2 separate regions of the Sus scrofa genome follow, and region 1 is linked to region 2. Evidence: chromatin contacts called from public HiChIP or PLAC-seq data. All regions are on one chromosome and are shown on one strand. The core of a region is the stretch at or near the end of the contact, and the rest is flanking DNA. Distances in the headings are between cores, read along the strand shown. Region 1 overlaps LOC110262000 (a long non-coding RNA gene). Region 2 has its middle 130 kb from the start of TLE3.

What was found. HiChIP or PLAC-seq counts read pairs in DNA pulled down with a chosen protein or histone mark.
Region 1: an H3K27ac HiChIP or PLAC-seq map of alveolar macrophages shows a contact between it and region 2. The contact joins two enhancer-like sites. A contact is called at or near these places in 1 of 47 Hi-C or Micro-C datasets (liver) and 1 of 2 datasets of contacts at active chromatin or transcription factors (alveolar macrophages).

Annotation. Positions count from the first base shown.
Region 1 is chr1:168,203,353-168,207,290 of Sscrofa11.1, reverse strand. All of the region lies in intron 1 of LOC110262000 (a long non-coding RNA gene), which reads left to right. Among named protein-coding and RNA genes, the nearest start is that of UACA, 250 kb to the left of the region's middle. Within about 2 kb of position 2,135, at least 3 of the 83 cell types and tissues checked have an H3K27ac peak or open chromatin away from gene starts, as enhancers often do. A contact at or near this core is called in alveolar macrophages, where this site is marked.
Region 2 is chr1:167,981,560-167,985,702 of Sscrofa11.1, reverse strand. No RefSeq gene overlaps it. Among named protein-coding and RNA genes, the nearest start is that of TLE3, 130 kb to the right of the region's middle. Within about 2 kb of position 1,877, at least 1 of the 83 cell types and tissues checked has an H3K27ac peak or open chromatin away from gene starts, as enhancers often do. A contact at or near this core is called in alveolar macrophages, where this site is marked.

The sequences.
Region 1 (3,938 bases), core at 886-3,385, 220 kb before region 2:
CCAGTGGGGCTGAGGTTCCCCCAGTCCACCCCCTTGCCTTCCAGTAACATTGTCAGGGTTTTCTCCCATCATCGCTGGTTTTCTCTCTTCCCTCTCACTGTCTCTCTGCTTTGGTTTCTCTCTCTCTCTCTCTCTCTCTGTTTTTCTCTCTATCTCTAATTCTTTTTGCCTGTCTGCCTGTATCTCTCTGTCTCTCCCTCCTTCTCCAACCCTTCTATTCTTTTTTTTTTCTCCTTTTTTCTTTTTTTTTAGGACTGCACCAGCGTCATATGGAGGTTCCCAGGCTAGGGGTCTTATCAGAGCTGTTGTTGCCGGCCTATGCCAGATCCGAGCCACATCTGGGACCTACACGACAGCTCACAGCAACACTGGATCGTTAACCCACTGAGCAAGGCCAGGGATTGAACCTGGAACCTCATGGTTCCTAGTCGGATTCATTTCTGCTGCGCCACAAAGGGAACTCCCAACCCTTCTATTCTTAACTGTCCATCTCAGATTTATTCTCCCCCTCACCTATTCATTCCCCATTCATGGCTAAACCAGTCCTTCCCCCTTCTTCTAGGATTTTTCCCAGCTGTGCTGTGCACCTCTGAAACCACCCATTCTAGCTTTCTGGGGACACAGGAAAAACAATAATAAGCATGCATGAGACCCTGGGCTTTCAAGCCATCAACAGGGGTTAAGTGACTATGCTGCTGGAGAGGAACCCTCTCCAGAAAGGTAGCACAGGCAGGCCCAGGGGCCACTTTCTTCTGGAGGAACATGTTCTCTGTTCCCCAGGACCCGGGTCCTCATGACAGTTCTGGGACACGAGAGCAAAGACGGTGAGGCTCCTGGCACTAGATGATAGTTACGGATCTCTGCTCTGTTTCGTCACCTGTAAAATGAGGATAATAATACCTACCAAGGAGTTTTTAGTAAGGTTTAAAGCCAATACGTTGCCCAGAACACAGCATACACTCCATAGATATTGACTCCTGTTGTCACATTGGTGTTATCCTTACCATTGTCACTGCTTTGCACTCCAGCTGTGTGAAATCAGGTTTACCTTTCTGAGTCCATTTCTGCCTTTTTAAAATAGGGCTATGCTGGAGTTCCCACTGTGGCTCAGTGGGTTAAGAACCCGACTAGTATCCACGAGGCTATGTGTGCAATCCCTGGCCTCGCTCAGTGGGTTAAGGACCTGGCATTCTCACAAGTTGTGGCATAGGTCGCAAATGTGGCTTGGGTCTGCTGTTGCTGTGGGTGTGGCATAGGCTGGCAGCAGCAGCTCTGATTAGATCCTTGGCCTAGGAATTTCCACATGCCGCAGGTGTGGCTCCCCCAAAAAAAGGATAAAATAGGGCTATACTCTTTGCCACCTGGGAGCTTGGCAGGCATTTGACCTAAAGCACCTGGCATTATCCTACCTCTCTGCCGGTGCAAAGGTGACTACCATTTTCTCTCTTCTTCCCCCGCCCCTCCCTTGCAGACATCATCATCGCTGAGGCCCAAGGAGGTGGCTCCTGTGGCTGGCACAGTGAGCCAGCGGCATGTCTAGAAATAAAGCCTCTTGGATGAGACCCGTCCCTTAGCCAACAGTGCTTAACTTTGCTGCTCAGTCTGAATTTGGTCTGCAGATTCTAAATCTGTTTGTCCCCAAAGGTCTTGGCTCTCTTGATCCCTCCCTGATCTGTGTAGACCCTGCCAATTACTTGGAGGAGAAGAGCCTGTCATCTTTTGCAAGCATGGGGACTTTCACGGCTTCGTGGATTTCCTCCGGCTGGATTATGGAGCAGTCATTAAAGTCTTTAGCAAGCTAGAAAAGGAAGGTAGTACGGAAGTAGGGAATACTCTTTCTGAGCACAATTAATTCCTGTCTTTAGGCAGGACTGAGCCAGGAGGCCGACTCCCAAATGGTAAGGCTTCTCTGGGCTCACCTCCCACCACTGTGGATGCCTCCCTGGAGAGGCCACCACTCCTTTTTTTTTTTTTTTCCTTGTGGGGTCTAGATTGTCATTGCAGAAGGGCCCAGATGCAGAAATCTCCAGAACAAAACCTCCCAGTCCTGTGTCATCACTTAGCTACATGGTAGAGCACAGCTGGTGCTGGTCCCCAGGCTACCCTTCTGCCCCGGGATCCTATTAGAGCTCAGGTGTCTTTGCACATAAGGCCTATAGGTGGCAGCAGCTCCCGGCCCCAGGAAGCTCAGCGTTGGGGAGAGTGGGTAGCGGTGGGGTAACCAAGTCTGGGAGCAGTCATGGATTGGAAGTACCTGAGGGTTAAAGGTGAGGTCAAGAATCAGGCATCAGGTGAGCTGTCTGGAAGGCTGACCACGACAGTTTAGCTACCAGAGAGGGCTAGAGTGGGAGGAAAGTGTAAGAGGGTGGTTCTAAAGCCAGCTGACCTATGTCAAATCCTTGTTCTGTTGCTTACTCATTGTGTGATCAAGGGAAGTCGCTACCCCTCCCTGTGCCTCAGTTGCTCCATCTGTAAAATGGTAATAATGTGGTAAGCAACTCAAATGATGATCCGAAGATTGGATTAGAAATTACATGCTAAAGTAAGGACTTAATAAAGATTAAATCTATGCTGAAAGTCCCCTTTGTCAAACAATGAATGCTGCAGGAAAAAAAAAAAAAAGGAGTTCCCGTTGTGGCACAGCGAAAACAAATCCTACTGGTAAATACGAGGTTGCAGGTTTGATCTCTGGTCTCGTTCAGTGGGTTAAGGATCTGGTGTTGCCATGAGCTAAGGTGTAGGTCATAGACTTGGCTCGGAGTCTGTGTTGCTGTGGCTATAGCGTAGCTCCAATTGGACCCCTAGCTTGGGAGCCTCCATATGCTGTAGGTGTGGGCCTAAAAGCAAAAAAAGAAAAAAAAAAAAAAAAAACCACCAATGAATGATGCTTTTGAAAAACACTGTGGCTAGGAGTTCCCTGGTGGCTCAGGGGGTTAAGGATCTGTCATTGTCACTGCTGTGGTGAGGGTTCTATCCCTGGCTGTATAAGTTCTGGATGCCACAGGTGCAGCCAAAAAGAAAGAAAGAAAAGAAAAGAAAAATACCATGACTGCATTGTCTTCTTCAAGCCTGGGCTGTCAGTCAGTATGAGAGTGTGGGGGTGGCACATGAGCAAGGGACTATAGGCCCAGAACCCCGGGTCACAGGCTGGGTAAGGAGACAGACTTCAGACAACAAGCAGAGCCTGCAGGAAGCTGGCCTGTGCACCTGGCCCTGCAGTTCCTTCCTTCCCACCCCTGCAGGGGTTAATCCTCAGGCCCTGGGCCCTGCAGTGCTGGCTCCTGAGTAGGAGGGGAGGGCGAGGACAGAGAGAAAAGCAGCTGAGGACAGGCTGCCCTGTTCATGGTTAGCTCTTGACAGCACCTTTTCATTAAACCATCTCTTTTCAAAAGCTTCTGTCCCCGGCGTAATTGAGGCTTTGGTTCCCTTCACTGCTGTCTGCTTGTTTTCCAAAGAGCTGCCTCGGTGCCCCTCCAAGCCTCTGACAGATTTTTCAGAGCAACAATTATGGAATCCAAAGAGTGAGCGTGATCTAGCCCTCTGCCCTGTGCCTGGTGTGCCTCGGGCCTCTCTCGGGAGGGGGCTGGAGGTGATCAGAGCCCAGCCTGCTCGGGAGCGGGGGCTGGGTTTCAGGGATCCCAGGAAGTGAGGAGGCTCTTTTGGTGGAAAGGTCTGCTGAGCTCAGGGGGTCCCCAGCTCGCACCCTGTCTCCCCATTCTTTTCTGCCTTCTGCCTGCCAGTATTGTGGTGGCTTTGAACTTGAATGCCCTAGAAATACATTCATTAGGTAGATAGCACTTTTCATTAAGGAAGCTCTGGGCTCTGCCTGTGAAATAGCCACGAAGTCCGACAACACAGAATCAGAGGCTCTGGCTGGTCCTCAAGGGTTTCAAAGGCTGCAGAGTCTGGCTCCTATTCACTGACTGAATCCCCTTGGC
Region 2 (4,143 bases), core at 628-3,127:
GTTTACCTAATCTGGTGAGATGTTGGAAAGCCTGTATCACATATGAAGAAATGGAGGCTCAGAGCATTTCAGTAGTTGGTCCAAATGCACTCAGCTCTAGTAAGTGTCAGAGGCTCGATTCCAACCTGGATTTACCTAACCTCAAGCTCCCAAGCCTAAGAACACACGCTTCTAGAAAATATTCCTCCCAATGCAATGTCACAATCAGAGCCAAGTATCTGAAAGGCACTCAGGCACCATTGGCAAGATGGACTTGGGACAGCAGAGTAGGCGGTGAATCTGAAGGCAAGAAGGCCAGTTAGGAGACTGGAGCGGTTGTTTTGATGACAGAAGAGGAGGTTCTTTCTTCACTTAGGGTAGTAATACAGGCTTGAGAAGCCTGGGGACAAGAGGCAAAATTCACCATGTGCTTCTCTAAAAGGAGGAAGAAAGTTACAGGGGTGGAGTGCTTCAAGACTCCTTGTTCTGGGGCCTTTCTTCCTTAGGATTTCCTTCTAGAAGGGAGAGCCAGGAAGTCTAATGTCAGGCCCTCCTTGACCTTTAATATTGCAACATAAAAAAAGAGGAACATAAAAGTGAACACCCCAATCACCATCTATTGGGTTTTCCACAGAGAAAATTCAGTAGAAGAAACAGGACCAAAGCTGGTTTTGACATATGGTACTTGACTGTAAAAGTCCTGGGTTCTCACACCAACTCTGCCACTCACCAGCTCTGAGGCCTTGGACAAGCCACTTGCCCTGTCTTGAAAAGCACACTCAGCACTGTCATTCTGTGACTATTTCAGTCCATCTTGAACTTGCTTAAGAAGAAGGTGAACCTGAGGATTGTGTAGATTTAATTGTATAGCTGGCCACAATCCTGCCCTCTTCCCTGTATCCACATTCTTTGCAATGTGACTTCATAGCCCCTCCCATCAAGAAGTGGATCCAATCTCCACCCCCACCCTGAATCTGAGCTGGCCTTGTGACTTGCTTTGGCCAACAGGATGTGGTGGAAGTGACAGTGTGTGGGTTTCAAGTTCAACCCTCAACAGGCCTTATGTTAAGGGGTACCTGCCACATGAACTAGCTGAAGCTAGCCTGCTGGAGGGTGAGAGAGCTGAGGCATTCCACCCCAGATCAGTTCATAAGCAGGTAGCCCCACACATGTTAGGGCACCCAGCCTACATCAGGAGATCTACCCAACCTCAAATGAGATGAGCACCCATGAAACTTGTAGGGTCTTGAGTGACAATGAATGAATGTTTCAAGCCATCACGTTTTGTTTGGAGTGGTTTGTTAGATATTAACTGATGGAGATGCCGATGGGACTTTGGCAACTCAAAACTGTCATTAGTGGAGTTCTCATCATGGCTTAGCAGGTTAAGAACCCAACGAGTATCCATGAGGATGCAGGTTTGATCCCTGGCCTCGCTCAGTGGGTTAAAGGATCCAGCATTTCCATGAGCTATTGGTATAGGTCGCAGACATGGCTTGGATCTGGCATTGCTGTGGCTGTGGCATAGGCCAGCAGCTGCAGCTCTGATTCAACCCCTAGCCTGAGAACTTCCATATGCCTTGGGTGCGGCTATAAAAAGAAATAGAACACTGTCACTACTATAGAGCTGCACAAAAATCCCATGGGTTCAGATTTGGCATTCCTCCTTCACATGTGAGGACATGTGAGGCTCAGAGAAGACATATGATTTCTCTTACAGACATAACTGATAAGCCATAAATCTGGAATTTGGAGCCAGCCCTTCAGATACGCATCTTGTATTCTTTCTACCACACTTCACTGATCACTGGGAATTCTTAAGCCATTCATGTTCTCTTCCTTCTAGCCTGTGGCTTCATGCACTATCCTGTCCCCTGGTATCATGTCAGTGAGTAGAATGGGGAAGATGAGGCCATGCCCATTGGCCAAGCCTCCTGAACCACAGCCAGGGGGGAAAAATCTCTCTTGCAGTACCTGGTTCTTCTTTTTTGCCCTCTGCCTTGATGTGGGTGGGAGGCACACTTGGAAATACCATCTCAGGAAACTGTATGGTTTTCAGGACACTAGGAAAGTGAGCGGCTCTATGGACAGATCTGAGAAGCCGCAATGACCCTGAGGAACAGAAATGATGACCCAGTGATCAGGGTGGGGAAGTTCTCCCTCCCAAGATCCAGACCCTGGGAAGGGCTCTGGTCCAAAAGTCCCCACACCTGCCCTGGGCTCACCTGACACCAGCTGGCTGTTTTGCTGCCCAAGACCACCTCCTTCTCTGAGCCTATGTTTCTTCATCTATAAGGGAGTCCCCACAATTTTAGGATTCTCTATAACATGACCTTAGAGTTGAAAATCCATAAAGTTTCCTGGAAGTTATAAGAGGCCAAAACCAGAGTTCCCGTCATGACACAGCGGGAACAAATCTGACTAGTAACCATGAGGTTATGGGTTTGATCCCTGGCCTCACTCAGTGGGTTAAGGATCCGGCATTGCTGTGAGCTGTGGTGTAGGTCACAGACACGGCTCGGATCATGCATTGCTGTGGCTGTGGCATAGGCCAGCAGCTGTGGCTCCAACTGGACCCCTAGCCTGAGGACCTCCATATGCCATGGGTGCAGCCCTAAAAAAAAAAAAAAAAAAAAAAAAGGCCAAAACCAAGGCCTGATTTTGACACTCCCAGTATATAAAGAAATGTAAAAATGCCAAAACAGAGTTACAAAAATGATGGTGCCCTTTAATGCTTACATGGAACAAATGACTCCTTTAAACCTCTCTCCCATCCAACCCACTGTATTGTTGATCACTAGTGACAACAGCAAGAATCTTAAGTTGAGGTCATTGGTGAGTGGATCATAAAGTTGAGAGTCACCTTCCACTGATGCTTCAGTGACTCCCAGGATGAAGAGAAGAGAGAATCAACCCTCAGGCCTCAGTGATGTGAAACTCTGTTCGACCACCTTTTGAGACAGAGGCCCAGCTGGGCCCAGCACCAGAGGTTCCGTGCTCTTGGATCCCTGAGAGGGGAGCAGAGGCCAGCGCTTGCAGGCAGAGCGAAATGCCTGCTTTGCATCTGAACTGGAAGTGAGTAACGCTGCAGAGCAGATACAATAAAACAGATCATGGAAAATTTAATGGCCCGTGGTCGGCAATCACTGAATTATTTATGCCATCTCTGCCTCTTCCGAATTCTCACTGCTCTGCCCCCAGCACTGCAGCCCTGGCCGTTTGCAGGCTGCGGAGTAACAGGGCCTGGAAAGAAAATGGGACCCAGTAGCCAAGAGGCTGGAGGTTTTCTGGATAACCTTGGGCTAAAATTGCTTCCCATCTATCGGTTTTATTTGCTCATCTGCCAAATTAGAGGGTTCTCTTCCATGAGCTAATAGCAACTTAAATTTATGCCACTCTTTTTATTCATAGATGACTCCCATCCCCTTCGCCCATCTCCCAATCTCTGTGAGGAAGGCAAGCCTGATATTGCTATTATTCCCGTTTTCAAAAGTATAACCTGAAGCTCAAAACTGTGAAAAGCCTTGGCCAAAGTCAAAGGGACAAAGAGTGGTGGAGAATTTCCAATTTGACATGTAGACTGAATATACAGAATTTAACTCCTTGAGTTCCTGTCGTGGTGCAGCGGAAACAAATCTGTTTAGGAACCATGAGGTTGCAGGTTCTATCCCAGGCCTTGCTCAGTGGGTTAAGGATCCGGCGTTGCCAGTGAGCTGTGGTGTAGTTCACAGACATGCTCAGATCTGATGTTGCTGTGATTGTGTGTAGGCTGGCAGCTGTAGCTCCAATTGGACCCCTAACCTAGGAACTTCCATATGACACGGATGCGGCCCTAAAAAAAAGAAAAATAGAATTTAACTTCTCTCCATATCAAAATCCTACTGGACAAACAATCAGAAGAGATACTAAGAGTAAATCCATATTAGAAAATAAGAAAGGATGCTGTCAGTGCACCAGAAATGAGGAAGAATTTCTAAAAGGTAGCAGGAATATGGGATCCAAGTGATTAAGAAACCAGAGCAAAGAAACCATCACTCCTTGTAGGCCGAGGAGAGGCTTGTCACTGAAGCTAGAGCCTCAAAGAAACACCAACCAAAAAATAAGAGAATTTGGGGGCATTTGAAACCACTGGATGCACAGCTAGTTCAGTCCCTCTTTAGAAGT